Linked DNA regions of Sus scrofa: region 2 is linked to region 1. A link is a contact called in public Hi-C data. All regions are on one chromosome and are shown on one strand. The core of a region is the stretch at or near the end of the contact, and the rest is flanking DNA. Distances in the headings are between cores, read along the strand shown.

Evidence for each region. Hi-C and Micro-C count contacts between places; a contact is called where the count stands out from the background.
Region 2: a contact with region 1 is called in a Hi-C map of omental adipose tissue, with 1.9 times the contacts expected there. The contact joins two enhancer-like sites. A contact is called at or near these places in 8 of 47 Hi-C or Micro-C datasets (embryonic fibroblasts, fetal skeletal muscle, heart right ventricle and 5 more).

The regions. Positions count from the first base shown.
Region 1 is chr6:82,356,294-82,360,543 of Sscrofa11.1, reverse strand. No RefSeq gene overlaps it. Among named protein-coding and RNA genes, the nearest start is that of CLIC4, 43 kb to the left of the region's middle. Within about 2 kb of position 1,848, at least 17 of the 83 cell types and tissues checked have an H3K27ac peak or open chromatin away from gene starts, as enhancers often do. A contact at or near this core is called in omental adipose tissue, where this site is marked.
Region 2 is chr6:82,830,031-82,834,280 of Sscrofa11.1, reverse strand. No RefSeq gene overlaps it. Among named protein-coding and RNA genes, the nearest start is that of SYF2, 11 kb to the left of the region's middle. Within about 2 kb of position 1,745, at least 12 of the 83 cell types and tissues checked have an H3K27ac peak or open chromatin away from gene starts, as enhancers often do. A contact at or near this core is called in omental adipose tissue, where this site is marked.

The sequences.
Region 1 (4,250 bases), core at 599-3,098:
CATCCCTGGCCTAGGAACTTCCACATGCTGTGGGTGCAGGGGGAAAAAAAAAAAGGACAGAGCGGCTCCGGGGGTGGGGCGAAGGCTGGAGTACCAGCTCATGCCCTTGGCCGAGCCCCACCAGCCAGGAATCTCCACTGCTCCCTTCACTTGGCGCTTTGGTGCCCACCTGGGAGAGAGGAAGGGCCCTGTGTTAAGTCACACCGTCTGAGCGGGGTGGAGCCGTGGGCAGAAGGTAAGATTCCCCCTGTGTGGCCAGAACACTTTCCAACTGGCACTGGGAGTGGAGTGACAGCTCATCAAAGGACTCAAGGATGGCCCAGCAGTGCAGTCAGTAAACAGGTCTGCAGTTCAGTCTGCTGGATCCTATATTAGGCTCAGAAGGGAACACAGAAGTAAACAGGCCCCAGACTCCTGGTTTCTCGATCTTTTTTTAATTTTTCTCTTTCTTGGGGAGCTCCCGTCGTGGCACATCGGAAATGAATCCGACTAGGAACTATGAGGTTGCGGGTTTGATCTCTGGCCTCGCTCAGTGGGTTAAGGATCCAGCCCTAAAAAGACAAAAGACCGAAAACATTAAAAAAAAATTTTTTTTTTTTTCTTTTTAGGGCCACACCAGCAGCATATGGAAATTCCCAGGCTAGGGGTCAAATCAGAGCTGTAGCTTCCAGCCTGCACCACAGCCACAGCAACGAGGGATCTAGGGCATGTCTGTGACCTACACCACAGTTCACAGCAGTGACAGATCCTTAATCCACTGAGTGAGGCGAGGGATCAAATCTGCATCCTTGTGGATAGTAGTTGGGTGTTTTGGGGTTTTTTGGGGTTTTTTTTGTTTGTTTGTTTTTGGTCTTTTTAGGGCTGCACCCGAGGCATATGGAGGTTCCCAGGCTAGGGGTCTAATTGGAGCTACAGCTGCTGGCCTATGCCACAGCTATAGCAACACAGGATCCGAGCCACCTCTGGGACCTACACCACAGCTCACAGCAATGCCAGATCCTTAACCCATTGAGCGAGGTCAGGGATTGAACCCGCAACCTCATGGTTCCTAGTTGGATTGTTTCTGCTGCACCAAGACGGGAACTGCCTAGTTGGGTTTTTAATTCCCTGAGCCACAATGGGAACTCCCTCTCATCCTTCTTTGTCCTCGGTATATGGAAGTTTCTGGGCCAGGGATTAAACCCGAGCCACAGCAGTGACCTGAGCTGCTGCAGTGACAACACCAGATCCTTAACTCCCTTTGGCACACAGAAACACCCAGTCTCTCATCCTTGAGGACCTTGCAGCCCAACTGGGAGCAAGAATTCAAGAAGAATCAGACACAAAATTACAAAGATGGCTTGAACCTGGACTTCCTGGGCCAGAGTGCTGTTGACCGCCAACCAAGAGGGCAGCATGTGTGTGTGTTTCTCCGGCAGCCCAGGAAGCAGAAGCAGGGAGCACTCCGTGACGTGTGCAGCAGGTGGCTCTTGCTTGACCCCAGGACAGGCACATCTGTCCCATCCCAGAACTGCCGTTTACTGGCGACCTTCACTGATGTCCCTGTTTCACAGAGGAGACCCTGAGGTCCAGAGAGGAAACCAGAACCAGAGCCTGGGAGCCCCGATTCCAAGTCCCAGTCACTCTCGAAAGCCGCCCCCTGGTATGGTTGGCCTGTTGGTAGGACAGGCCTGGGGGCTGGGCCTCGGGCCATGCCCTGGACAGTGAGACCAGGGCAGGGCAGGGACAGAGGCTGGGAGAGAGGATTACTGCCAACCCCCCCCCCCCCCCGCCCCGGCCCCTCTAGGGCTGCTGCAAGGTCAGGCGATGACAGGCTTCCTCCCGCTGAGCCGGCTGGAATGCTTGGAACTTGGTGGTGGCAGTCCGGAGTTTCTCTTCCCGTGGAGGGAAGTTCTAGATAAGAACCTGGGGCTCTGGCCTTTCCTCCCGCCCTGCCTCTTCCTTCCCAGGGGCTTTCATGCACGCCAAGGTTGAAAACAGCCACTCTGGGACACTTGGCGCACCCTGGTCGGCCTTCCAACCCCAGCTCCTGCTCCGGGATGAAGAAAAACAAGCATCTCTTACATTTAGGCAGCTCTTGGCCGTCCACAGGGGCCCTCACAGCAAATGTTGTCCCCAGGCCTCAAAATTCCCTGAGAATCACTATCCGCATTGTAAGGATAAGGAGACCGACGCTCAGAGCGATGCGAGCTTTGCCCTGGCCGCAGAACAGGTGAGTATCCAGAGTTTGTTCGCGAACCCAAGTCTCAGGCTTCCTAGCTTTGCCCCGCCCCAGCTCCAGCCCCAGCCCTGCACGCCTGTTAAATACCAAGAGGGAGTGTGGTGTGGTGCAAAACACAGGGAGTCCCTGAGGCCCTCCAGCCAGGTTCGAATCCCAGCTCCACCGCTCCCTTTTGCTTCCTGTCCCTTGGACAGTTACTTCACCCCCTCCACGCGCGTCATCGTCCTTATCTGTGGACAGGGGTAATTATAGTAACCACCCATCAGGGTTGACGTGAGAATGAGACGAAAGGAACATCCATGAAGTTCTTGGCACACAACGAGGAGAAAATACTCAAAAAATGATGGGGGCTTTTGTATTGCAGGCCCCGGAGGCAAAACCACGTCTGTCCTGCAGGTCTGCCTGGTCCTGTTTCTTCATTGGCTTCTGGGAGGATCAGATGAGATGCAGATGCAAAGGACATGACGTGTATGCTAAGATGTGAAGGCCCACACAGACCCGGATGGTCTGGGTGAAGCTAATCCTGAAATGTCATGTCTCTTCTGGACAGGAGGGAACTAAGAAAATCCTAGAAGCCTGCTCAGGCAGTTAGCCCAAACCTCTCTTTCATAAGGGAGGGCGCCAAGGCCCAGAGGGAAGCAGGGACCCGCTCAGGGTCACATAGCAAGGTGGCCAAAGTGGAAGTGGACCCAGAGCTCTTCCCACTTGGCCATGAGGTTGATTTCTTTGTCCCTCTAAAGGGGACCAATCTGGAGAGACGTGGAAATTGTTGCCAAATGTTTAAGGATAGGTCCAGGATGGAAAAGTCATGTCTTGGCATGAGCAGCCAATGGAAAAATGAATACGATGGATCATGAATCAACAGAGCAGTTTTCCTACAGCATCGTCACCGTGGGTCATGGACCTGGGCCACATGCTTTGTCATAAGATGAAAGACCCCTCTTGGAGCCTAAGCCCAGTTTTCACCTCTGCACTTAAGAGGGACTCAGTCAGACAAGGCAGGTCTGGAGAATGAGGCCAGGAAGATGAAGGCACATCCCAGGAGGTACTGGGTGTACTAACCAGGGCTCTTTGATTAGCATGGATCAGAAAACCCAGCTCAAGAGCTCCCGTTGTGGCTCAGGATCCATGAGGATACAGGTTTGATCCCCGGCCTTGCTCAGCGTGTTAAAGATTCAGCGTTGCCGTGAGTGGTGGTGTAGGTTGCAGACATGGCTCAGATCCTGCGTGGCTGTGGCTGTGGCTGTGGCTGTGGCGTAGGCCAGCAGCTGTAGCTCCCATTCAAACCCCTAGCCTGGAAACTTCCATGTACTGCAAGTATGGCCCTAAAAAGAAAAAAAAAAATTTAGGGTGATTGGTTACACAACAATAGGAACTAATAAAAACACAGACTGGGGCAGTTCCCTGGTGACCTAGTGGTTAAGGATCTGTCATTGTCACTGCTATGGTGCAGATTCCATTCCTGGCCCAGGAACTTCCGCATGCCAGGAACAAACAAACAAACAAACAAACAAAACCACAGACTGGGTGCTATTTCACTATGAAGTGTCTGGGCTCTGCCTTCCTCTATATGTTGTCTTCATCCTCAAAATGAATCCTCTTTTGGCAAAAGAGCTGCTGTACCTCCAGCTCTCACATCCCTTCAACACACTCTCCAGGAAACAGTATCCCTCCCACTACTTCTGAAGAAGCAAAAGCAGCTTCTCTCCCCCAAAAGCCCTGCTGACTTCTTTTGACAAATCACTGGCTCTGGTTTAGTGACAGGATATGGGAAAGACGCATTGCTTGGCCTAAGCCATCAGAGCCTGCCCTGGAGCTGGAGGTCACCCCCATCCCCAGCCAATCACATGGGATTCCAGTAGAGCCAAATAGGGCTCTGATGGTGGGAGAGATGGGGAACAGATGCTGGGACTAGCCATGAAATCATGGTAGTGGTGGTGGAATGCTCAGGAACAGAAATTCTCCCATGGGCTTGAGCATCCTCCAAGGTGAAGTGATAACAGCTTAGAGGGAGGTGCCTTGTGCAGCA
Region 2 (4,250 bases), core at 496-2,995, 470 kb before region 1:
AGGCTGGAAGTCCAAGCTCAAGGTGTGGCAGGGTCAATTTCCAGATTCTCTCCTTGGCTTGTATGTAGATGGTGACTTTCTTGCTGTCCTAACGTGACCTTTTCTCTGTGCATGTGTATTCTTAGCATCTCTTCCTCTTCATATAAGGACACTAGTACTATTGGATTAGGGCCCCACCCCTATGACCTCATTAACATTTGTGACCTCCTTAAAGGCCACATCTCCAAATCTAGGCATACTGGGGGTTAGGGTTTCAGCCTATGAATCTGGGAGGACACAACTCTGTCCATAATGTCAGCCACCTGCTTTGCACTTCAGTTTCCCCAGCTCTAAAATCATTATTGATGCTTTCCTTGGAGCATCGTTGGGAGAACTGGATGAGTGTAACGCGCTTAGACATGTCTAGTTTATAGTGGGGTGGGGACCGTGTGAATTATAATAAGATAACAAAATGAATGAAGTACCATCCTCATACATTTCTTATATGTTGTCTGTTCTCTTTCCTCACCTCCAATTCAAGATAATGCCAAACTGAACACTCAGAAATCTCCAAGGGAGGTAGGATTTTCATGTGACTTGTTCCCTGCCCCCAAAGTCTTTTTTTTTTCTTTTTTTTTTTTTAAGGACCAGCAGAGACTTCCTCTTTTTTTGCCAGTCTGACGCTTTGAAGAGATAGGAAGCCCAGGAGCTTTGCAGCCCCCATTCCCCAGGCCCCTTCTCCTTCAGCACTGAGTGGTGCTCTGCCACACTGACCTTCCTCCTCCTGGGCTCTCTTAAGCTCACCGGTTATGCAGGATTAACCTTGCACTCTCCCTGGGCTGCTTCTTCAATCCAAGGCAGTCAGACTCAAAGTCCAGCTGCAGACAAATGGCAACTACTTGCCAAATCCAGGGATCTGAGGTCCCACCTGGCTTTTTGCTACAAAAGAACCAGCACTTATTGTCAAATCATTACAAAACAAACAAACCCCCCTTCTCTATAAAAATCATGTATGAATAGTTGAGCTTTGGATCCAGTCTTGCCCCTGTGGATGAGGTTGTGGCATTTTTGTTTGGAAATTTGCAGGCTTTTGGGAGCTTGACAGGCTGGAGGGACCACAAGAAACTAGGAGATACTGACCACATCTCACCTGGCTGAAACCTGTATGTGTATGTGTGTGTACATGTGTGTGTGTGTGTGGGGGGGGTATGTTCAGAAGGGCAGGCTTGTGTTTCTTCAGCTGGAAATGGCCCCCTGGGGAAAGATGCAGAAAATACTCAACAATCTCAAAAAGTATGCTCTACAATGTATGGCATCTTCCGTACATGGGTTATCATTCACCCCATATATGGAAAACATCTAAAATATACCACAATTTTGACAAAATCTTGCTTTGGCATTTCTCACACCCACCCCCCCTTTGCGTTTTAGTGCTGCACCTGTGGCATATGGAGTTTCCCAGGCTAGGGGTGGAATGGGAGCTACAGCCGCTGGCCTACGCCACAGCCACAGCAACTCGAGATCCAAGCCGCATCTGCGGCCCCCACCTCAGGTCATGGCAAAGCAGGATCCCCCACCCACTGGGTGAGGCCAGGGATAGAACACGCCTCCTCATGGATCCTAGTCAGATTCGTTAACTGCTGAGCCACGAAGGGAACTCCCCATACTTCTTGATATAATAGAAGCCCTCAGATAGGACCGGTCTAGCCCTCACCTCTTGCTTAGAGGCCAGTGTGAGCAGGGACAGAGCCTGAAAGCAGAATAGGGGTGGGGAAGGAAAGCAGCGACAATGAAACAGCCCTTTGGAGTGATCTCGGCAACTACTTAGCGCCCCCTTGTGGGATATTGGGAGCATAGCTTCAAAATCAGTCTTTTTTTTTTTTTTTAACCCAAGAAGCAAGCATTAGATTTTTTCCTAGTTGTGGCATTAATCCAGAGTCACTCTAGAAAATTACTTCTTCTACTTGGGAGGTGGGGAAGGAAGTATGGAATTTTATTGGTTGATGAAGTCCTTGTGTGGGAACCACAGTACTGACTTAAACCTCTTTTTAAAAAACTGAGGTATAACTTACATGAAGTGCATACTTTTAACATGAATTTTTACATATATGTAAGCTTGTGCAACCATCAACCAGGTCAAGTCTAGGGGGTCCCTCATGACCTCACGCCATAACTGACCTCTCCCACCGATTAGTTTGCCAGTTTTGAGCTTTTCATAAATGGAATCATATAGGATCTAGTCTCCGGAGTCTGACTTTCCTCACTCAACACCGTGTCTAGAGTGAGATTTGCCCAGGTTGTGTGTGAGGTTGGTTTAAACTTTAAATCCCTTTCCAGCTTTGAGGTCTTCTATAAGGAGGGAGGAACACAATTGAGAGAGATCTTTGACCTAGTTTTAGAGAAGATGGTTTCAGGCTCTTGAGGAGAATGAGGAGAATGAAAAGGAGAAGAATTCCATGACCAGTCTTCTCATTGCCTATGGCTCCTGGGGGCAGGTAGATAACTGGTTTCTTTAATTGACGGCTCTTCAGATCCAGAGAAGCTGTGCTCATTGACTGTGCTCCAGAAGCCTCTTCTCCATCTGATTTAGATGAGATTCTGGTCTTTAATCTTGTGCTGTCATGGGATGAGACTTGGTGGTTCTGCAGAGGGGGCCTAGGGAGGCCAGAGGATGGGCTGTGGCAAGTTGCAGTGGCCAAAGAAACTACCCTACCTACTCCATTCTGCCTTCTCTTCTTACCGTCCATGGTCTTCCATCAAGAGGAGGTGGGTTAGTTTCCCAGGGCTGCTGTGATAAAGTACAGTCATCCCTCCATGTCTGGAGGGGATGGTTCTAGGACCCTCCATGATGCCAAAATCCAAGGATGCTCAAGTCCCAGAGTTTGCCCTCCATAGCTGTGGGTCCTGCATCCAGGGGTCTGGACTGAGGTACCACAAACAGGGTGGCTCACACCACAGACCCTTATTGGCTCACAGTTCTGGAGCCTGGATGTCTGAGATCAAGGCAGTGGCAGGGTTGGTACCTTCAGAGGGCTGAGGGAGAGTCTGCTCCATGCTGCTGGTCCAGCTCTGAGTGCTTTTCTGAAATTCCTTTTTTTTTTTTTTTGCTGCTCCATGGCATATAGAAGTTCCTAGGCCAGGGACCAAATCTGAGCTGCAGCTATGACCACCTGTGCTGGGCCAGGAATCCAACCCTTACCTCAGCAGTGACCCAAGCTACTGCAGAGACAGTGCTGATCCTTAACCTGCTGCACCATATTAGGAACTCCTAATTTTTTTTTTTTTTTGGTCTTTTTAGGGCTGCGCATGTAGCATATGGAAGTTCCCAGGCTAGGGATCAAATTTGAGCTGCAGCTGCTGGCCTACACCACAGCCACAGCAACACCAGATCCAAGCCATGTTTGCAATCTATACTGCTGCTCATGGCAATGCCAGATCCTTTAACCCACTGAGTGAGGCCAGGGATCAAACCCACATCCTCATGGATCCTAGTCACGTTCTTAACCCACTGAGCCACAACAGGAACTCCTGATTTTTTTTTTTTTTTTTGCCAGACATATGAAATGATGGGACTTTAGGAAATTCAATCATCTTTTCCTTTGTTGTGGATACGAACAACAACATCCAAGTTGATTAGGGTTTCATAATTGTTTATTATTACGGAAAAAAGAATTTTTGTTTCATTATGCAGTCTCACAAAAGTTTTCAGCAAAATTAACCTATACAAATAAGATCAAACTTATGTCTGTCCATTTTTCCAAAGAAGTTGCACAAAATGCCAATAAACACACAAAATGATGCTCAAAACCATTAGCCCACAGGGAAATGCAAAGTAGAACTGCACTGCGATACCACTTCACACCTGCTAGCTAATAATCAAAGAGGTAATAACAAGCGTTGGTGAAAAGATGGAGAAATCGGAAGCCTCCAGACACTGCTGGTGGGACTATAAAATGGGGCAGCTGCTTTGGGAAATGGTGTGGCAGTTCCTCCAAAAGTTAAACATAGGAGGTCCTGTTGTGGCTCAGTGGTTAGCGAACCCAACTAGTATCCCTGAGGACGTGGGTTCAATCCCTGGCCTCTATCAGTAGGTGAAGGATCCGGTTGCTGTGAGCTGCGGTGTACGTGGCAGACTGAGTTGCTGTGGCTCTGGTGTAGCCTGGGAGCTACTGCTCTGATTTGACCCCTAGCCTGGGAACCTCCATGTGCTGCAGGTTTGGCCCTAAAAAAAAAAAAAAAAAAAAAAAAAAGGGTTAAACATAGAAGAGTTC